Linked DNA regions of Mus musculus: regions 1, 3, 4 and 5 are each linked to region 2. The links are chromatin contacts, called in public HiCAR-type, HiChIP or PLAC-seq and promoter capture Hi-C maps. All regions are on one chromosome and are shown on one strand. Each heading gives the region's core, a stretch centred on a gene start, on an enhancer-like site or on the middle of the called end of the contact. The rest is flanking DNA. Distances are from core to core; before and after follow the strand shown. Region 1 overlaps Dcp1b (decapping mRNA 1B). Region 2 holds the start of Ankrd26 (ankyrin repeat domain 26). Region 3 holds the start of Cacna1c (calcium channel, voltage-dependent, L type, alpha 1C subunit). Region 4 holds the start of Dcp1b (decapping mRNA 1B). Region 5 overlaps Adipor2 (adiponectin receptor 2).

The links. Promoter capture Hi-C pulls out the DNA fragments that hold promoters and counts their contacts. HiCAR-type assays count read pairs that join an accessible place to other places. HiChIP or PLAC-seq counts read pairs in DNA pulled down with a chosen protein or histone mark.
Region 1: a promoter capture Hi-C map of embryonic stem cells shows a contact between it and region 2, with 4 times the contacts expected there. The contact joins the enhancer-like site here to the promoter of Ankrd26 in region 2. A contact is called at or near these places in 8 of 39 promoter capture datasets (the 3T3-L1 cell line, the HPC-7 cell line, cranial neural crest and 4 more).
Region 3: a contact with region 2 is called in an H3K4me3 HiChIP or PLAC-seq map of stem cell-derived neural progenitor cells, with 5 times the contacts expected there. The contact joins the promoter of Cacna1c here to the promoter of Ankrd26 in region 2. A contact is called at or near these places in 7 of 39 promoter capture datasets (the 3T3-L1 cell line, cranial neural crest, embryonic stem cells and 3 more), 2 of 15 datasets of contacts at CTCF or cohesin (the NIH/3T3 cell line and stem cell-derived epiblast-like cells), 2 of 484 Hi-C or Micro-C datasets (embryonic stem cells and uterus), 11 of 115 datasets of contacts at active chromatin or transcription factors (the SCID.adh cell line, astrocytes, craniofacial prominence and 5 more) and 1 of 9 other capture datasets (embryonic stem cells).
Region 4: a HiCAR-type map of astrocytes shows a contact between it and region 2, with 4 times the contacts expected there. The contact joins the promoter of Dcp1b here to the promoter of Ankrd26 in region 2. A contact is called at or near these places in 6 of 39 promoter capture datasets (3T3-L1-derived adipocytes, the C10 cell line, cranial neural crest and 3 more), 2 of 484 Hi-C or Micro-C datasets (forebrain and nephron progenitors) and 13 of 115 datasets of contacts at active chromatin or transcription factors (the 230-238 cell line, the SCID.adh cell line, astrocytes and 8 more).
Region 5: a contact with region 2 is called in a promoter capture Hi-C map of hippocampal neurons, with 4 times the contacts expected there. The contact joins the enhancer-like site here to the promoter of Ankrd26 in region 2. A contact is called at or near these places in 10 of 39 promoter capture datasets (the 3T3-L1 cell line, 3T3-L1-derived adipocytes, the HPC-7 cell line and 7 more), 1 of 484 Hi-C or Micro-C datasets (the G1E-ER4 cell line) and 2 of 115 datasets of contacts at active chromatin or transcription factors (embryonic basal ganglia and embryonic forebrain).

What each region holds. Positions count from the first base shown.
Region 1 is chr6:119,198,744-119,201,443 of GRCm38.p6, forward strand. It overlaps Dcp1b (decapping mRNA 1B), which reads left to right. Exons shown (of 9, transcript NM_001033379.3): 4 at 185-251; 5 at 2,079-2,208. Among named protein-coding and RNA genes, the nearest start is that of Dcp1b, 25 kb to the left of the region's middle. Within about 2 kb of position 1,393, at least 15 of the 459 cell types and tissues checked have an H3K27ac peak or open chromatin away from gene starts, as enhancers often do. A contact at or near this core is called in embryonic stem cells, where this site is marked.
Region 2 is chr6:118,561,012-118,563,711 of GRCm38.p6, forward strand. It overlaps Ankrd26 (ankyrin repeat domain 26), which reads right to left and starts at 1,260. Exons shown (of 34, transcript NM_001081112.2): 1 at 802-1,260. The coding sequence starts at 1,046.
Region 3 is chr6:119,107,181-119,109,880 of GRCm38.p6, forward strand. It overlaps Cacna1c (calcium channel, voltage-dependent, L type, alpha 1C subunit), which reads right to left and starts at 1,315. Exons shown (of 47, transcript NM_001159534.2): 1 at 747-1,315. The coding sequence starts at 795.
Region 4 is chr6:119,173,938-119,176,637 of GRCm38.p6, forward strand. Dcp1b (decapping mRNA 1B) reads left to right here and starts at 1,316. Exons shown (of 9, transcript NM_001033379.3): 1 at 1,316-1,505. The coding sequence starts at 1,356. It also overlaps a transcript of Cacna1c not described here.
Region 5 is chr6:119,359,043-119,361,742 of GRCm38.p6, forward strand. It overlaps Adipor2 (adiponectin receptor 2), which reads right to left. Exons shown (of 8, transcript NM_001355692.1): 5 at 309-495; 6 at 1-67. Among named protein-coding and RNA genes, the nearest start is that of Adipor2, 28 kb to the right of the region's middle. Within about 2 kb of position 1,384, at least 33 of the 459 cell types and tissues checked have an H3K27ac peak or open chromatin away from gene starts, as enhancers often do. A contact at or near this core is called in the G1E-ER4 cell line and the HPC-7 cell line, where this site is marked.

The sequences.
Region 1 (2,700 bases), core at 143-2,642, 640 kb after region 2:
TTTTGGCACGGGGTCTCATGTAGCCCTGGCTCTGACTCCAATGACTGCTTTCATCTATTTAATAATCACTCGAATGAATTCACTGTGACTGATTATTGCGGATTTTCCTGTAAGACGGAAAGGGGGTTCCCTTCCATTGTGTGCTTTGAGGATGCTTACGGCTTGTTGATGTGTTTTTCCCCAGTGTCCATTTATGGAATTTGGTTTTATGATAAGGAAGAGTGCCAGAGAATTGCAAAACTAATGAAAAAGTAAGTATTAAAAGGCCAATCGTGTCCTAGGAGCTGGCACTGTGGCTCGTATTTCTAAATGTGTGAATCAACACTAGCAGGAAGTGGTTCTCAGCTGTCATCCTCACACGACCCCACCCCCACCCCACCCCACCCCACCCCACCCCCAGACCCTGTCACTGCTTAGCATATGAAGAGAGTGAGAAACAGTTTTGCCCTGCTCTCTGCAAACTCAGCTTCTGTGGCTTATTGTTCTCTCCATGTGCTGTGAGCTGTTCCGCGGGGTGGTTTTCTTTGGCATTTTCTTCATTTGTAAATAAGTAGTATTTTCTATGGAAAGTTATGTGTCCATCAGTAAAATGAACATGCAGGGTCACCCTGAAAGGCTGCCCAGAGCCTTTGATACCCTCCACTTCCTTCTAAACTGTGCTTGTAACTCAGAGTTCCCAGATACACCTCAAACACCAAGGGCCTAGAATCCTCCTCAGTCCCCCTCTCTGGGGAAGTCCGAATCAGTTCATGTTAGTTTAGCAGTCGGTACAGAATCAATCACCTCTCTCTCCCCATCTCCCCCCCCCCCACTACTCTTAGACTTATTAGTCTCTTTCTCTCAAGCTGTTCCTGAGGTACTCTCTGACTTTGGCTTCCTTAATTGGATCACAAGGAGGCTCAGGTGCGATTGATTGGTGGGCTCTGACCAGTTCCGACTTGGCTGCTCACTGTCGGCTGCTGTTTATGCAAATAGCCAAGGTCATCAGAATTAATCAAATTCCTAATGGGGCTGGGTCTCTGTTTAGGATAGCTAGTCCCCATGTGGACGTGATGCTCGTCCTGCAAAGAACCAGTATTCGCTTCTACATCCCAGGGCAATGGAATGAAGAAGTGACCCCCACAAGGAAATAAAAACCAGGGAACACATTTTTATAAATAAAATTGACTCCTGAAACTCCTGCTTGTGAGAGCTAATTTTAGGCAACCAGCTCAAGTCCCAGATGGTGATTAAGTGTGTTCAAACTGGTATTTACCACCATAACAACTAGTTCCTTAAACATTTCATGGTGTTGTAAATTGTGCAAGGGACAATAATAGCCGGATTTCATATGGATTAAAAAATACCCTGTAACTCAGCCAAGAGGTCATGGTAAACCTGGTGCGTGCCTCACCCCTCAGGCAGGAAGCCGATTGTAGATAGCAAGGAGCAGTTGATCTGTGTGGATTCAGATGCATTCTCTAGTTAGAAGGAAATCTGTTGGTAACTTTGCAGGTCATACTTTACCAGTATCTGCATAGTTAACATAAGAATTTGAGCTGAAAAATCAAAGCACACAAAGAAAAGGACTTAAAAAAATGTTTCCCTGTAGCATTTAGGACCATGAGGTCAGTGTTCGAATGGGACCTTTTCGATTCTGAATCGCCAAGGTCTGAGGTGGTACAGCCCACCTTGCTTGACCTCACAGCATTCTGGAAGGGAAGGAGTCTGTACCATAGAGATCTTCCCTGTTGAATGTTCTGTAAGGCTTCCTCCACAGTCAGCAGCCGCCCTGCGGCTGTAGTGTAAAAGCAGCCAGGACTGCTCTGTCCAGCAACGAGCAGGCCTGTGTTTGTTATTCTCTTTATTAGAACAGGTGGAGCAGGCTAGAGTCCAAAGGACAGAGCTTCTGATGTCCTACCCTGGATTTGCATATGTGGCCTGTTGGCTCAGGACCTCTTCTCTCATTTTCTGTTTCAAATGCTTAAGCAGTCCTAAGATGGTTGTAGTGGGATGAAAACCCTTGGGAGAGAGTTGGAGTGATAAATAGCATCGCTTTTGACTTTAGTTTCCTGAATCGCAGCTTCCCGTTTTTCTAGCCTCACTCAGAGCGAACAGTTGAAAGCCTGTCATGGAGCCGGATCCTCCCCCGTGACCTTGAGCTCAGGAGAGGGCCAAGAAGTAGATATCCTGCAGATGCTCACCAAGGCCAAGGATGAGTACACCAAGGTGAGTCTCCTCTTCCTCGTGGGGATACCACGGTGGCAAAGCCCACCACTGACGGCAGCAGGTGAAGTCAACAGAGCAGGATGTAGAGGGAGCCTAAGAAATCAGTGGCCTGCATACAAATGGTATCCAGTTAGAGGGCCTCCTAGACTTAGAGTGGCAACGTGTAAACCAAATTCATGTCTTTGTTGGTGGGTAGGCCTGTAATCCCAGAATTAGGGAAGCTGAAACAGGAGGATGGTGAGTTTCAGACTAGCCTGGACTACATAGTGAAGTATTTCATAACTCAAAGCATGAGCCCAGCAACATGGCTTGGTAGGACACCTGCCACCAAGCTTCATGGCCTGAGTTTGATCCTTGGGATCCACATGGTAGACGGGCAGAACCAAGTTCCACAAGGTCTCCTCTTCTGAACTCCACACATGCGCTGTGGTAATTTAAAAAGTAGAAATCAGAACAAAAGGCATAAAAGTAGACTTGAACAGACAAAAGTGT
Region 2 (2,700 bases), core at 10-2,509:
CACCTGCCTCTGCCTCCCAAGTGCTGGGATTAAAGGCATGAGCCACCACTGCCCAGCAATATCTAAATTCTTACATATACTTGATTGGATATGTTCTGGGTTTTCTATTCCACCCTGCTCACTGCTGTGTCTCTTTGGCTGCTAGTAAACGACTGACTTGTGAAAACTAGTAGTTTTATCCTTTAGAAAGTTTTTTTTTTCTCGTCTCATCACAAAATCAAAAGCAACATAAGAAACTCAAAATTGTTAAAACGCTGACGGTCGGGTTTGGCTTACGTTAAATTGATCAGGATATTCAGAGTTCGAGTTCTGGGAATTACCAATCTTTGACTCGAGAATATGGAACTATTTTCCCACTTCAAAATGCAGTAAAAACAAACCAACCAACCAAAACCATTCACACAGGTGTACGGCAGTGATAAGATGGATCCTGTATGTTAGTGGAAGAATTTTTAACCTTGAACAGAAACATTTCTCCTATTATGTATTTCTACAACATAAAACTTTCTTATATGTATGCAGAAAGTTAAAATGTTAGTTAACTCGCTTTACATTGCCAGTGAAGGGAACTGTCAGTGGATCAGAAACCAGCTGAAGTGTTTTTTGTTGCTGTCCTTGCTGTTCATACAGGTCAGGGCTTAGACCCCACTAAGACTTAGGCATTCAAAGCCAGGTGGGAAGAGTCAAGCTTCCTTAATGAAAGATAGACTCTCTGTCTTCCAGCCCCAAAGCCAGACAAGGTAGGTGCACGCTCCCCCACCAGCTTCGTCCCGCCCCGCTAACTGGCGGGCCATTTATTACCTGTCCTTCTTGTCTCTATCGTTCACGCCACTTTTTCCAAGGATAAGGATATGCTGCACTTTGGCTACATCTCCCACGCTTGCAGCCTTGTGGATCTTGCCCATATCCTTGTCGTGAATATGGTACCTGGGCACGTGGGAGCCACTAGCACTCTCGCGTCCAAAGCCCACGCAGTTGCTGCGCGGGCGGGCAGAGGGGCCTAAGGGCGATGGGCCCTTACTCCTGAAGCCAAAAATCTTCTTCATGGCAGAGGGTACGCCCCTCACAGGCACCTTCTTCCCCGCGCAACGTTGGCTGACAACACAACGCAGCTAGGGCACTTATTGAAAAGCCGGCCTAGACGCACGGGATCCCACCGGGAAAGACGCTGCATGGCCCGGCAGGTTTTTAAAGCACAATAATCGCCAAGCCGAGCTGCAAACTAGCAACCCGCGCCTTCTTGCTGCCGCGCATGCTCACACAGGCCCAGCAGCGACCAGTGCCCAGCACGCGTGCGCACGGCCAGGCTCCGCCTTCTTTGCTGTTCAGGAGGTCAGGGCGCTGCAACCTAGCGGGTTCTCTAACCCGGGGTTTAAGGCGGAGGTGGGCAGTGTGTTGTTTCCAGAGGCCCGGGTTAGCCTCGGTTTGGGCGTGATCGCTGCAAGGCTTCAACAGGAATGGGGGTCGCTCAGCAGCGTGGAACCCAGACCCAGTACTCCAGGACTGCGGGCATTGAGGGCGCCTGGCAGATGGGCGCAGAACCTTCTGGAGTCCGGCCTCCCTGCTTAGCTTTGGCCTTGTGTTTCAGTGGCAGTTAAACCTGTTGGGGAGCAAACCTATTGGACTCTAGGTAGGCGATAATCAAAAAGTAAACTACAAACAGCATGGATGGAATCGTGGCGTGGAAGAGTAAGGGAAGAGATTTTGTTAAGCTAAGTAGTTTGGGAATTAGTGCAATAAATGATCGTGTTTCACAGCCTAAAGAGTCAGTATATGAGTTAGACAAGCTGATGGGAGGTAAGAAGAAAAGGTTGTCTGCATTTGGGATCTGAATGAAACGATATGATGTGTGTAAATTTTTGGTTTTGGACCTGGAAAAAGTAATACTTAGTAAGCAGTTTTCCAGTGTAAGTGTTCACCTTGACGTTTTAAATTGTTAATAAATTTTGTCAATCTAAAGCCACAACTCACCTCAAAGGGAATAAAATACCGTTCGTGCCTAATAGGACCTCCAGTGGCCGCAGGAACTACCTCAAATTCAGGCTACCTCAAATCCTGTTTCATGTTCCAATTTTAATAGAAACGACAACAAATCAACCCACTTTTCAGATACGTCGGTGGGTACGTCAGGTAAGTGGGTTTTGTGTTAACACCCCTCAGATGGCAGTTGATGAATTTCTTACCCCCTTTGGCTGATGGAAGCTAGGAGTCCCAGTGGACATTCCAAAGGCTTTACCTCCTGGACATAAAGAAGCTAGGTCCCACGCACAGGAGAACACGATGGCTCAATGTGATTTGCTTCTGGACTTGCAACGTTCAAAACTTGCTACGGCAGTAGTTCAGATCAGTCAGTTCCTATGGTACAGCTTCTTTTTTTTTTTAATTTTTAATTTTTTATTAGATATTTTCTTTACATTTCGAATGTTATCAGCTTTCCTATCCTACCCCCTCCCCCTGCTCCCCAACCCACAGGAATCCCACTTCTGCAGTGTGGATCTGTAATACATGCTGTACTCAATGGAATGATTCCACAGGTTTTTGATTTGACTATATCTTTTGTAATAAAAATTGAAATAAATTCTATTGCTAATTTTATCTTTGTGTGTGTGTGCGCGCATGTGTGTGCATGTGTGCCTCTGTGTGTGTGTGTGTAAAACAGAATCTCACTCTAGCCTATGCTACCCTTGAACCTTAATGATT
Region 3 (2,700 bases), core at 65-2,564, 550 kb after region 2:
GGAGCCTCAGAGCTAGTCACACCCTTTCATGATTCCCTGAAAACATGGAAAAGCAAAGCCCACACATCACTGAGGCTTCTAACCGCTTTCCATCCTCAGGTGCGAGTCCACACTGGGGTGCTAACAGTAACACACCCGGCACCCGGCGTGGGCTCGCTCGGGGTCAATGGCAGTGGAGAGGTGGGCGGTGTTGAGAAGCCGAAGAGCCTGAGAGCCTGGAGAGAGGAGGCGCGCTGAGACGCACAGCTGCAGCCCCCGCCCCCACCCCCACCCGCGACCCGGAGCGCACTGCCCGAGGAAGTGGCGTCGGGAAGAGTGGACGTGGGGCAGCCTGGGGGGCCACCGGCGCGGGGCTGGTCTCCGTAGGGGTGCGCGCGAGAGCGCGCGTTCCCTGCCGCGCCCCAGCAAAGCAAGGGACCCCGAAGCAGCGGCTCCTCGGCTCGCCGTGGCCAGACTGGCCGGCCGGCTTTCGAGGCAAAGGCGAGAAATGCAGGCAGCGCCGACACTTGGGGAACTTTCCCCCTCGCTCGGGATTTCATGGGAACCACATGCTCCGAAGAAGCCCGGCCGCGGAGGGGGAGGGGCGGGAATTTTCCGCTCCGGCTCGCACGGCGGCTCGGCCGGCTCCCGCGGGCTCCCGCGCGCGGGGTTGGCGCCCCTCGCGAGGCACGCGGCGAGGGCCGCTCCACCGGGACCCGCCGTGGGCAGCGCGGGCGAGCCCGGCGAGGCGCTGGGGTCCCGCTTACCTTGGTGGTTTTCCTCTGGAACGTACATCCTCGTGTTTTCATTGACCATTGGCCAAAAACTGCTTGGAAAGGAGAAGCCACAAAGAGGAAGAAATGCAGCAACAGCCGCGAGCGGCTCGGGATGGATCCCTCCTCCGAGGCCGGCGGCTCTCGCGCAAATCCAGGAACCCGTGGATCCGCAGTGGTTCTTGCTCCCTTCGGGTGATTACCTGATCCCCATTATTGCACCAAACACCAAAAACTGCTGCTTTCCACTACCGCCTCCTTTCGTGAGATTGTAATGCATCCTCAGTACATCCGGGCCCCTTCCAAGAATTTAGCACCGCACCTCTGGCGGCTACACCATTTGAAAATAAAAATGATAAGAATAATAAATGGAGAGGCAGAGCGAGAAGAGGCGCAAAGGCGAGGCGAGGGAAAGCGGCGGGCCCGCGGCGCCGGGTGGACCCCGAGCCGCCAGGGGGCCCGAGGCGTCTCCGGCCCGCCCAGGGCGATCGCCGCGAGGCCCCGACCCGCGATCTTCGGCGACGGCAGCCGCGAACACCTGAGGGCGAGCCCGCGGGAAGCGTCGCCGCCGCCGCCGCCACTGCCGCCGCCGCTCCGGGCCGCGCCGCGCCGAGCGCCGTTCTGGCAGGGAGCTGTTTCTGCAGAGGCAGCGAGAGGGAGACACCGGGCGCGAGAGCGCGGCGCGGCCTCCCTCCTCCCTCCAGCCCCGCCGCGCCCGCGCCCGCCCCTGCCCGCGCCCGCCCGCCCGCCCGCCCGCCCGGCGCGCCGGAGCAGACGAGCTGAACGCTTCCAGATGTGGCGGCGGCGCGCGGCGGGGACCGGAGCCCGAGTGGAGCGGCGCCGCCACGCGAGAACCCCCTGGCTTCGCGACGGCGGGGAACGAGCCCAGGAGCGGACACACCTCCGAGAGCCCGGCTGCAAGACCTCCACCCTCCCGAGGCCCCGCGGCCACCGCGCGTCCCTGGGGGGGTGGGGGGGGGCGCCACGCTAGCAAGGCCTGGGAGGGGAATCCCGGCAACACGAACTACAATGTGCCCAACTCCCGGCCCCTTTCACATCGACCGGACGAAACAGCAAAATGAGCCGTGATTCTGTTGATCGATTACAATCAGAGCGGTTGTAGAAGTGACACACACAGGCAAGGATGGGCAGATGGGCGGGGAGAGAGAGAGCCCAAGAGGCGGAGCCTTGTGGGCAAGGCAGCAGTGGTGCCCAGATGTCTGAGAACATTAACACAGCCAGGTTTGCTCTCTCCTTGGGGTCAGGCGAGCACGTGTTCTGCCAGTGTCTCCTTACCTACTTCTCTTAATTCTGCCACCCTGGCGGGGAGCTATGAAACACTTCTCCCTGACTCTCGCTGTCACAGTAATATGTATGGCACCTCCTGCACGCACGACCCTCTAGATGGGGCTGGTGAGCCCATTCTAGAAGGGCCTACCACTGGGAAACCAGATCTAAATATCAACCCTTAGAAGACTTCACGCCCTGTCTCCAGGTTCCCTAAAAGACCCTATCATCTACGTGGCTTTAAGCACGGCTAAGTGTCAGCTGCAAATCTCCAGTTTAGACCTTCCTTCTCACCCATAGGCCAGCCAACCTGCCCTCTCCACTTGAGAATCAAACCTTATATGTCCAGGCCTGCTTCTCACACAGCCTTCCCCCAACTCAGCTGAAGAACCCTGGAGACACCTTGACTTGATCTCCTCCACCGCTTCACATCAGTATATCTCGGAATTCACCTCAGACAGAACAAGGCAGTGTAACCTTCCCTGGCTTTCTCTGCTGCCACCTTCCATGGCTGAGCCAAAGTTCTACCTCTGGCGCTCTGCAGTAGCTGGTTCTCTATTTACCCTCCTCTCCTCGGGTTCGTTCGGTTGGAACAATCCACTTCAAAGGGTGCGTCTAACCCAGACCCTCCAGTGGCCTCTGTCATTTTAGTGACAGTGAC
Region 4 (2,700 bases), core at 66-2,565, 610 kb after region 2:
TAACTATAAATATCCTTTGATGATATATCAAAATTTGACAAAGTGCAGTTTCTTGAAGTCCTATCACCCTTTCATACTTTGTGGGACACTGAAATCCACTGATCCACATTCGCCTTGAATGGATCTCCTACCTGTATGTGAGTTTGTGACACCATTTTATTATCTGAAAATCATTGAATGACCGGGCTAAGGGAGCTATATCTTTCAAATGTTGACAGTTCCCATTAGAGTATAATCTTTTAGAAGTGTACTCATTGATAGCACCACAGGTCTCATCTGAAGAGACTTAAGTATTGAGACAGTCAAGCTCATGGCCCATTTTTTTAAAAATTAACCTAAAAAATTATCATTAGCAACAATACCTACCCCTTGATTTCTTGAAAGAAACAGGAAAATCTTAGTTTTGAAAAAGCCTGTCCAGAATCTATCTGAATAGCCATAAGTTTGTTCATCTTTCTTTCATGTTAAACTGATGCTCTGTGGAAGTAAAATTAAACCCCTGGGCTGGGTGGTGGCACACCCCAGTAGTCCTAGCACTTAAGACCCCAAGGCAGGAGGAGCAAAGACTGAAACCTGCCATAGACTCTGTCTCGAGAAACAAGCCCTCCAACCCCAGCAAAACCTACAATAAAACCACAAATTCAGCCCATCTCAAGTGCAGAACATATTTGCCTAGAGGCAAATATGGCGTGCAACAGCTCTGCGTTATCCATTCTTTCTAATTTTTCCCCCACATTAATTTAAAAAATATACCCAAAGATTGTTTTTTTTTTTTTTAATTTAGTACTTTGACCAAGGGACGCCTGGCTTCAGCTGCTCAGACAAGTTTTCCAGAGAATAATGCACAGCGGCAAGAATACACCGGCTAGTGGTGCAGTTTGGGGCCTCCCTTGGTTCTTTACCGGTGCAGTCGTCCTTTTGCACACATCATGCAAGTCTCAGAATTGTCATGGACAATCATAACCTTGCAGGCCTCTGAGGCACTCAGGAAATCCCTCACGGATATTGGGGAGCCCCATTTAAGAATTCTCAGAGTTCTTTTTGGAGTGACTATGTTTGATTGGTCATCGAAGAGCCAAAGAAGAGCTCTGCAAAGGCGTGGGCCGTATTCAAGAAGGAAATGGGCACAGCTCAGAGGCTCCTGAAGAAAGAAATAGATAAAACGGGCTTCCTTGAGCAGGGCTGAGCTTCCTGTTGCCAAGGCGACGATCCTCCGCGAGAGGACCCGGCCATCGATTAGCGAAGCCTAGCCCGGGTCCCCAAATGCCGGAAGGTCGCCCCGCCGCGCTCGCTCGCTCGCTCGGCGGTCGATTGAGGGGGCTTCCTGAAGGCTGGGCAGGAGGGTGGGTGGGAAGATGGCGGCCGCGGCGGCAGGTGGCCTGCCTGGGAAGGGACACGATATCAGCCTGGCAGCCCTGCGGCGCCACGACCCCTACATCAGTCGCATCGTGGACGTGGCCAGCCAGGTGGCTCTGTACACTTTCGGCCATCGGGCCAACGAGTGGGTGCGTGCGGACGCCGCGGCCGTGCGGAAGGCGGGGCGCGGACAGGGCGGGAGATGCTGGGCACGGCTAGGCGGGCGGGGGCCGGTCCTGGTGGAGGGCGACCCGCGGGTCCACCAGCAGGTGGGGGACGAGGGACACAGAAGGTGTGGCCGGCTCCGCTGAGTGCGGGCCACGGGCTTTGAGATCAGAAGACAGAAGCTCTCCGGCAGCGGAGGGCAGCCCGGAAGCCCCAAACTTAGATAAGTCCAGCCTCGCGGAGGAGGAGCAGCCGGAGTGCGAAATGCAGGGCAGGCACCCACCTAAGAGCAAGCGTGGGAGAATAAAGAGGAAATGGACATGGGTGGGACACCCCAGACTTGGATGTAGGAGGCCAGGGTTGGTAACCTAACCATTTCAGTCCATTTCCAACAAGACCGAGTCCCAGCCTACAGTAACTGGATGAAGTTTAGTTTTCCACACAACTAGACTGGAATTGCAACGGGAGACCAATTAGTTCTGGCCTAGGCATTGGTTCTTATCATTTATAAACCATCCCTTTGAATATATAAAAGTGTCATTTCCTCCTCTTTTGTGACTTTTGTCCAAATATTCATCAGTATATAACCAATGCTTTTAATAAGGTTCATTGGGTGTATGGAAAACACCTTGCAAATTTTCAATTTTTTTCCCCCGGTGTGTTCGCCAAGACTGAAACAAACATCAAGATTTATGCAAAGAAAACTTTCATTTTTGAGCAGATTTATGATTAAGTAGGCTGTAATAAGAACGACCCAAAAACCATGCACACAAAAGAATGAAGAAAGTTCTTGGACGTGGAGCTTGGGGCAGGCACCTGCTTCATCCCCAACACCCCTGAAACAGGGCCGGGAATCTTTTCCGATAGTTTTGTCCGAGTTCTTAACTGAAGTGAGGCAAAGAATTCATGTCTGTTCTCCTAAGAGCCAAACCTGAAGGGGAAATCTGCAGAGATCCATTGTTCTGAATATCCCTAGTTTGATTAATTGAGGCTGTCTTTCTTGGACACCAGAGGAAATTACACTATGGGCCTATATAAGTAAAGGGAGTTTCCCCACTGAAATGTTTCTCTATTTATGTGAAGATACTGTACATAAACGTGCTTCACTTCTCTAGGTCAATGTTTCTCAGCCTTCCAAATGCTGGGACTCTTTAATACAGTTCCTCCTGTTGTGGTGAC
Region 5 (2,700 bases), core at 134-2,633, 800 kb after region 2:
GAAAGAATAATAAAGCCAAGGAACAAAACTTCCCATGATCAGAAGAGCAATACCAGAGTAATCCAATCTAGGATTAAAATTTAAAAGAACTTCATTTAATGCTAAAAATTATTATCCATTATAGGCTCCAATTAATCCCCCATGACTTATGACATCAGCAACAACTAAGAAACAAACTGTTGGTATCATTCAAAAAGGACGGAGTTTGTATGTGGTAGCGTCAAGAATCTTGCCAGCTCTGCTGGAGGCTGTTCCTGCCCCACTGCCCCTAAAGCACGGCTGCTAACAAGGGCATCGTGAATACTTACTTAGAGAAGAGTCGGGAGACCCCTTCTGAGTGGCAGTACACCGTGTGGAAGAGCCATGAAAAGGAAAGGCAGAGAATGGCTCCCAAGAAGAACAAGCCAAAGACCACTTTCTCTTGCAGAGGGGCCACAAAAGATATATTTGGGCGAAACATATAAAAGATCCCCAGGCACAGGAAGAATACACAACCTAGGAAAAGAATGCAAGCAATGGATAAAATGCTCTCTGACAGGATAGTGTTGTACACCGCATTTTCAAAATTTCCCAGAAGCAATAATACTAAAACCATAAATTCTGTGAGGAAAAAAAATCTAAACAAAATGTTTATCCAAGATTTTAGTTTCCTTCCAATGCTGCTGGTGTCATATACCATCATAAACTTTGAGCATAAATAATATAGTAACTAGCTGAGGATGTAGTGAGTGCTTCCCAGCGTGCACAAAGGTATGGTGGCACACACCTTAATCCCAGCACTTGGGAGGAAGCAGGAGAATTACAAATTCAAAGCCACCCTCAGCAACAGAGGAATCTGAGGTAGCCTGGGATCTATAAGGCTCTGAGAAAGAAAACAAGGTGGGGTGGGGAAGATAATCTCTCATTCATCTAAGGACCACAATCCAACAAGAAGCCAGAGAGGACAGTTACCTCTTAAGAGTTAAGCTGACCTGCTACTTACGAAGTTCTCACACATACGCTTAGAGGTGCTTTCAAAGCTCTACTTTACATCTGTTTATGGATGCTCAAGAATCCTGTGCTGTTCCTCTGGTCCTTACTAGCTGTCCCAGTACATCACTGTCACAAACTCCATACCTAGCCATTTGCTTTGTTTGAGAATGGGTCTCAGTACTATGTAGTCCTGGCTAGCCTGGAGTTCACGCTGCATAGACCAGGCTGGGCCTCTGTCTCTTGAGTGCTGGGATTAAAAGCGTGTGGCCACCACTATAGCTTTTACACCAAGCTTTTGTTGTTCGGGTGTTGGGGTTTGTGGGGTTTGTTCTGTGCTAGAGACTGAACTCAAGACCTCATAACATGCTAGGCGAGCACTCACCACTGAGCGGCCCTCCTTTTGAGATTTTTAAGAAAGATTTCTCTATTGTTATGTGTATGGGCATTTTGCCTACATGGATCTCCTTCCTGTAGTCACAGATGGTTTGTCACTTCCCCTTTTCTGTTTGTTTTTTTGTTTTGTTTTGTTTTTTGAGACAGAGTTTCTCTGTATAGCCCTGGCTGTCCTGGAACTCACTTTGTAGACCAGGCTGACCTCAAACTCAGAAATCCGCCTGCCTCTGCCTCCCGAGTGCTGGGATTAAAGGCGTGTGCCACCATGCCCAGCCCCATTTTCTTGATCATAGCAATCCTGGAGCGAGTAAAATGGTCTCTCACTGTACTTCTTTGTATCTGTCTTGTAGTTCCCTAAATGACTGATAAAAATTACCTTTCCAAGTACATGTTTGTCGCCTATATACCTTCTCTAGAAATGTCTACAAGAAGCTTTACTGCCCCTCACAAAAGGGTGGGCTGTTTATACTGTTTGCTTACAAGAGTCCTGTGGTAGACTAGATAGAACATGACTTGCAAATATTCTCTCACTCTGGGGGTTCCTTTTAACTTTCTTGACAATATTCTTTAACAAACATATTTTTTTAACTTTGACAAAATCCAATTTCTTCTTTCTTTGGCTACATGTACTTTAGGTATCAATTCTAAGAAACCTTTACCTAACCCAGGTCCCAAGGACTTCCGTCTGTGTTTTCCTTGGGGCTGATACAGAACTTTATCTGTTCAGCACAGTCTCACTCCATATCACAGGCTGACCTGATACAATCCTGTCCCTCCTCCCAGGGTCAGAATTAGACATGCACAGCCATGTCTCACCCACTTCATTCTTCTTTATCGTGGCTACCTAAGCTGCACTGTTCTTTTTACTGAAAGATTAACCTTTGTCCCACTGTATTCTTTATTTAGTTCTACAAAAATCATAATGGAAAAATATCAGTTTCATATTCTATTCAGATCAAATAAAATGTAACTATAACTAATCTAAGTAATGACTGAAAAGAAACCTGCTCAAACTTTCTAAACACCTTGCTCTTGCTGCTTGTTGGGATACTGTGTATCTTCTATAGCAATTCTTGCCTTGCCTTTGAGGCCACTGTGTCAAGACCTAGGGAGGAGGCAGGCAAGAGTTACATAGCTGCCTGGAAGGGGCAGAGGAAGGGTCATGAAGTCCAGACTAGCCTGGGATACTGTAAGACCCTATCTCAAAACAAAACTCTAGGAGAGAAAAGATGAGTTGGTTTTAACAAAGTCACAGCACACGTTAGGATTATCAAAGGGTAAACCAATAAGAAATCATTACTGAAAATCCGAGGGAGAGAAATTCTATCATATTTT